Linked DNA regions of Sus scrofa: region 1 is linked to region 2. The links are chromatin contacts, called in public HiChIP or PLAC-seq maps. All regions are on one chromosome and are shown on one strand. The core of a region is the stretch at or near the end of the contact, and the rest is flanking DNA. Distances in the headings are between cores, read along the strand shown. Region 1 has its middle 9.8 kb from the start of NLRP2. Region 2 has its middle 62 kb from the start of TTYH1.

Region 1 (3,093 bases), core at 87-2,586, 230 kb after region 2:
CCTCAGGGAAGTGTTCACCATGCAGCCAAGGTTGAGAACCACTGGTCTAGAAGAACTGGACACAAACTGAGGAAATGGTCCCCACGTATCCATCATCGTGTGGATGCAGGAAGTTCTCTGCAATGGGATTGGGTCTCGAGGGCCAATCCCGGAGCTTGGGCAGCAGGAGAAACTCCTTAATGTAAGGTTTCCTCGGCTTGCAGCCCTTACAGCCAGGACGCAAGTCCCGGAGCGGGAGGTGAGTGAGTAGCAGCCTGCTTCTTTGTCTCTCTCTTCATTCCACTGGTAAGTCGCTATGATAAAAATTCCTCCTCCCTTTCTTTGAATGTTTGGAGGTCAGACCTTTGAAAGGTTAGTGAGGTTTCAATTCAAACTCCTCTTTGTGCAAAGACACAATTATTCTTGGAGGGCAGACCCTGACAATGATGCCTTCCGTAACTTTAAATGGGTTTTTTTCTCTTGACGAACTTCAGCTCCCTAAAGTCGCTGGAATATGAGTGTAAACCAGATTAATTTCACCCAAATGAGCACAATATAGAATAGCACTATTTTGTATGTAAGCATTTCATGGTATCAAAGGTGAAAAGACTCTTGAAAGTCAATGGATTCATGAGTTGCCATAGGAAGCTGGTATCTAATTTCTTTCTCTTTTTTTTGGGTCTTTTTGTCTTTTTAGGGTCACACCTGTGGCATAGGGAGGTTCCCAGGCTAGGGGTCTAATCGGAGCTGTTGCTGCCAGCCTACACCAGTCACAGCAACGTGGGATCCGAGCCGCATCTGTGACCTGCACCACAGCTCACGGCAACGCCGGATCCTTAACCCACTGAGCGAGGCCAGGGATGGAACCCGAAACGTCATGGTTCCTAGTCAAATTCATTCCCGCTGCGCCATGATGGGAACCCCTCTAATTTCTCATTTTCCCTAACACTGTACCTAATCTCTCGTCTCTCTCTTTTAGGGGAGTTTCTAGAAGTAGCATTCGACACGCAGGTCTCCAAGTTAAGACAACTCAGGCATGTTCAGGTCCCTGCAATCTAGCTTCTTATCCTACCATTCTTCTTGAAATTGCTCTTCTTGAGAAATCATCTGCTAAATACAAAGGAAGTGGGACGCGTCCTTCTCTGACAGGTATCCACAAGGGGGCTGAATCATTCTTCTCCTCAACGTGTCCTCACGCCAATAAGACGCATGCGGAGTAAAGACAGGAAGGTCAGGAGGAGTGACGAGAATCTCCCCCCGCAATGTGATAAAACAGAACGACTGAACATGCGGAGGGAGGTAAACACATACTCTTTCCGAGAAAGATAACTGCTGCAATTACAGTCACGTGACACGTGTGACTCTTTCCTGCCATATCCGACAGGTATGCTGTGGTAATCACCACCCTTGAAGACACAGGAGGCTGTGACTTATGACGGAACGTCTCCCGGCTTAACTAAACACTTGATGCTGCGTGATCACTTGACTTTGCTCTTCTGAATGACCTTCATTTTTGCCTGGGATTTCTGGGGGTGCTGGGGTGGTGGTCTCTCAATCAGGGAGCAGAGGAACTGGGGTCACAGGCTCTCGCAAGAGTACTGGCTTTAACACTGGACATCTGGAGGGAAGCTGGCGCTCACCTCACCCTCTAGATCTCTCTTCTCCGTGTGTGCAAGGATCCCCTCGACACCATGACCTCACTGACCCCTTTCAGAAAAGGCTGACTTACATGACTGACACCGATTGGCGTATAAACAGCACTGGGAAAGGCGCAGTCGCATCATTTCTTTAAAAAGGAAGAAGTGTGTAGTACCTGCGATCTGAAAACAACCCTGAAATCATAGGGCCAAGAAAGACTCTGCAAACGAGAAAAAAATCTGAGATATTGAGGAGGTTTAGGGCGGGGTTTTTGTGCCTTTTGAGGAAGGTGAGGAGTTGGGAAGGGAGGATCATAGCCGCTCTGTTAATCGGAGAAGAGAAGGGAATTAGAAAAATGGGAGTTCCCGTCGTGGCGCAGCGGTTAACCAATCCGACGAGGAACCATGAGGTGCAGGTTCAGTCCCTGCCCTTGCTCAGTGGGTTAAGGATCCGGCGTTGCCGTGAGCTGTGGTGTAGGCTGCAGATGCAGACGCGGCTCGGATCCCGTGTTGCTGTGGCTCTGGCGTAGGCCGGCGACCGCAGCTCCGATTGGACCCCTAGCCTGGGAATCTCCATGTGCCGCAGGAGCGGCCCAAGAAATGGCAAAAAGACGAAAGAAAGGAAGGAAGACAGGAAGGAAGAAAGATGTCCTCTGTCTTGAGCCTGCATCAAACTCGAGGTGGGCTCATAAATACCTTAAAATGTTAGGTGATTTTTCCCCTTATGTTTAGCTCTCTGGTCCATTCTGAGTTAACCTTTGCATAAAATGGGAGACTCCACTTATGCAAAACTTCCAGAATAGGGAACTGCTTAGAGACAGGAAGCAGACTGTGGTTCCCAGCGGATGGAGAGGGGGGACACTGGGGAGCAGCTGCTTAGAGGAGAAGGGTTTCCTCCTGAGGTGATGAAAACGCCTGGACCTAGACAGAGGTGCTGGTCACACAACACTGTGAATGAACCAAAGGCCACTGAACTGTTCACATAACAGGTTCACATGAAATTTATGTTACGTGAATGGATTTTCGTTTATGTTTAATTAGCATGAAAAATATAAACTTAGTTGAAAAAAAGTTAGGTGATCAACAAGATTTGTCTCAGGCCCCAATGCAGCAGATTTAAAAGGCCTGTGGTTGGACGTTGGGCTGACAATTTCCCGTTTTTAGAGGCGGATGTTCACGTGGGGGATCAGATAGAGGGAAGCTGGCTTGATCCCCTCACATCTAAGCTGCACCGAAGTAGATTCGGGTGCAGCAACCTGACCCCCACAGGGTCCATAGTCCTTCTTGGAGCCCTGCCGCCTTCAGCAGGGGCTTTAACCGTCATGATGGCAGGACTCGTCTGCATGCCAGGCAGGACAGAGGGACAAATATGGAAGGAGCACTCGGCTCTCTCTGCCCCTTTTATCAGGATGGTGCTACCATTCTCAGAAGCCCCATCACATAGACATCGGCTCATTTCATCAGCCAGCGATGTCCT
Region 2 (3,288 bases), core at 642-3,141:
TCTCTGTAAACTGTTCCTTTGTTCTCTGGACTTGACTGTTTTTTGCAATAGCTTGAATTCCCGAATAGCAATTCCTCTACCATTCCTAAATAAACTCCTTTTGCTGGTAAAATAACTGGACATTTAATTTTAAGGGTGGCACTAGACATGCTTTTTCCTAGATAACCTGATTGTATGCCTAAGTCACTTACATTGGCCTCTGGCCTCCTGCATTGCAAGAATCTTCTTCCTGGGGTGTACTTATCAAAAAAACCCAATAACCCCCCCCTCCCAACACAACCAATCCAGAATCCTCACCCCTACCATATTCTTTATGGGACTTCAGTCTGGGCAACTATCCACCTGCCCTTGTCACCCCAAGGCCAGGTAATGGCCAACTAGGGACACCCTCTCCACCCAAGAAAGGCACTGAAATCATTAAACCCGCCAGTCCCAAGCCTGCTTACCCTTCCCTACCTGTTCCTTCTCATGGAAGATACAGTAAAGGTCTTGCCCACTTTTTTCCTTCACTCCGTCTCTTTCAGCCTCTAGGGCTTCCCCATGAGGCCCTGGTTGGTGGCATGCATGCCCCTTCCTCCTGGGAACTGTGAGGAGCAAAGTATCTTTTCATTGACAGGCATCTCCTGATCTCCCTCATTTTCCCTCACATTAAAAAATTAATACACGGTATTTTATTATTCTTTTTATTAGAGTAGAGCTGATTTACAGTATTGTGTCAATGTCAGCTGTACAACATAGTGATCCAGTCACACATATATACACATTCTTTTTCTCATATACGGTATTTTAAATCACCTCCCTGCTGAGCTGGAATCAGATTCACCTGTTTACTTGGAGAGAGGAACTAATTCCTATCACCTGAGTCTTTACACGTTGGGGTCTATTGGCTGTAATAGTTACACAGATGAAACACCATTCGGACAGCGGGACAGCCTTCACTCAGGTAAGGGGTGTGGCTGCCTTAGTGGCTGTGGCCCCAGAGCCCCTGAATTAGGTGCGCAGAAAGCGGAGCCCCATATCTGCCCGAGTCTGCTCTTCATCTTCTCTTCCACGTGCCTCGGGTCAGTCCGCCCAGCGCGCTCTGAATCCCACGCCTGCAAGACCACGCCTCGCTCCTGACCGCTGATCACGGACACGTGGGCGGGCCCCGTGGCTGTGTTATATGAAATATCCCTCCTCCCCTTCCCAGGTCCCTGTGTCATTTCCTAAAGTCAGTTCACACAGAGTTAAGTGAGTTCACAGTTACCCACTTGATTATTTAGCGTTGTTGCTGATGATACAGGGCTTCTAAACAGGCCACCCCATGCTGGCTCAACAAAGAAACTCTTGGGATCTGCAGGGCCATTTCCCTAGAGCGGGACCAGCTGTGCCTCCCAGCATATGGGGTCGCGGGAACCCCCTCACCAGGAGAGCCCCGAGCCTGCTTCTTGGGGTCACCTTCCAGCTTGTGGAGCCAGTTTCCATTCTGATTACAAAGGGAAAGTTCCCCTGAAAGTCCAGGAGGAGGCGCCAGTGTCCGGCTCTCATTTTTCCATCTTTTATTGTTCTTTAAAAATAGAAACATAAGAAACCTGCATGCCTGTTACAGGTCTGGTATTTAAAATGTTATTATATATCTTAAGAATATTTTAAAAGTTCAACCTAGATCCAGGCAGCTCTTACAAGAGTGTGATTGAGATTTCAGTACTATGTAAGCACGTTGAATCCTTGTATGGAACCCTCCACAGAGTGTCCCCATTTTTCTTGAAGAAAAAAGGGACTGAGATTAATGTGCCCAGGGTCGGCCAGCTCGAAGTGATGGGGGCCGCAGACCCGCGTGGGAACCAGACTCACCGTTCCCATCTCAGGACCTGCTGCAACTCACCAGCTGGGAGGTTTCCGTCCTCCGAGCGCCACCTGGAGGACAAGCCACGTGTAGCATCCCTGGTGGCGCTGCAGGGCCAGGCAGGAAGAGAGGGGCTCCCTTGCCCTCGGAACCCCCCTCCATGTCCTGGAGGTGTGTCCAGGGGGGATGAATGCAAAGGGGTTACAGTGAGGCAGAACCAGATGCCCAGACACATTCACTGAACCCTGGGGACAAAGTGGGCACTGGGACCTTCTGAGGGGACCCCAGGCCCTGAGGGAGCAGAGGGAGGATGGATACCTGATCACTGGGCACCGACATCAGCGGGAGCCTCCAGCAACCCAGCGAGAAAACCCACAGACCACGTCAGCTCGGACCCAGGGCCAGCAGGAACCCAGAGGGGCCTCAACGGTCACATTAGGCGATTGTTTCCTCCACTCTGGACACCTTCCTGGGGAGGAGCGTGGGGAGGGGAAGGCTGAGTCGGAACAAACGCTAGAGTGTTTATGATGAGTGGGAGGGGCTAAGAATTAAACTCTGGCAGAGGGGAGGTGGGGGAGAGAGGGAGGGAGAGAGAGAAAGGAAGGCAGAGGTGTGTCCTGTCATTAAGAGGAGGCAGCTCCATTGATCAGGTCAATGATAGACCAAGACATTTTATTGCTTCCGCCAAAGGGCACTGCATCATGATCTGCACATTCACACGCAGGTATTCACACACATGCGCACAAATACACACGTGCAAATACAAAATGCATGGGCACACACAAGCACACTCACACACTTCTGATACATACCAGGGTGGCACCTTCGTTTACACGCAGCACTATCTAGCTTCTCCACGTTTTAATTTCCTAAGAAATAACACCCCTTAGGCAGGGTGCTTTGGGGTGGTTTTTTTTGGGGGGGGGCATATGGACGTTCCTAGGCAACACCAGATCCACCAGCATCTGCGACCTACACCACAGCTCACGGCAACGCCAGATCCTTAACCCACTGAGCAAGGCCAAGGATTGAACCCACATCCTCATGGATACTAGTCGGGTTTGTTACCACTGAGCCCCAATGGGAACTCCTAGGGACTGTGCTTTGATAACAAAAAGCAGTCCTGTCAGTGGGAAATCACTGATTGAATAAAAAAGTGGTAAGTTGTTTCATGATAGGTTAAGAGATACCATGATCAAAATGAACAATTTCTCTGAATTATAGAAAAGATAGAACAACGACATAAAATAGTACAAAAACCCAGATTTCACAGGAGGGGGCCTTTTGTTCCGATGGTGTCAAGTTGTGCCCAGCATTTGCTGGAGTTGGAGCTTCTTGATAAAGAGTTCGTGACTAGGGGGAAGGAGGCATCAGTCAGGAATCTGAGATTACGAGACATATACTACTATATAAACACAGATAAGCAATAAGAACCTACTGTATAGCACAGGGAACTCTATTCA

What was found. HiChIP or PLAC-seq counts read pairs in DNA pulled down with a chosen protein or histone mark.
Region 1: an H3K27ac HiChIP or PLAC-seq map of alveolar macrophages shows a contact between it and region 2. The contact joins two enhancer-like sites. A contact is called at or near these places in 1 of 47 Hi-C or Micro-C datasets (blood) and 1 of 2 datasets of contacts at active chromatin or transcription factors (alveolar macrophages).

What each region holds. Positions count from the first base shown.
Region 1 is chr6:59,180,110-59,183,202 of Sscrofa11.1, forward strand. No RefSeq gene overlaps it. Among named protein-coding and RNA genes, the nearest start is that of NLRP2, 9.8 kb to the right of the region's middle. Within about 2 kb of position 1,337, at least 1 of the 83 cell types and tissues checked has an H3K27ac peak or open chromatin away from gene starts, as enhancers often do. A contact at or near this core is called in alveolar macrophages, where this site is marked.
Region 2 is chr6:58,951,705-58,954,992 of Sscrofa11.1, forward strand. It overlaps the pseudogene LOC100516019. Among named protein-coding and RNA genes, the nearest start is that of TTYH1, 62 kb to the left of the region's middle. Within about 2 kb of position 1,892, at least 2 of the 83 cell types and tissues checked have an H3K27ac peak or open chromatin away from gene starts, as enhancers often do. A contact at or near this core is called in alveolar macrophages, where this site is marked.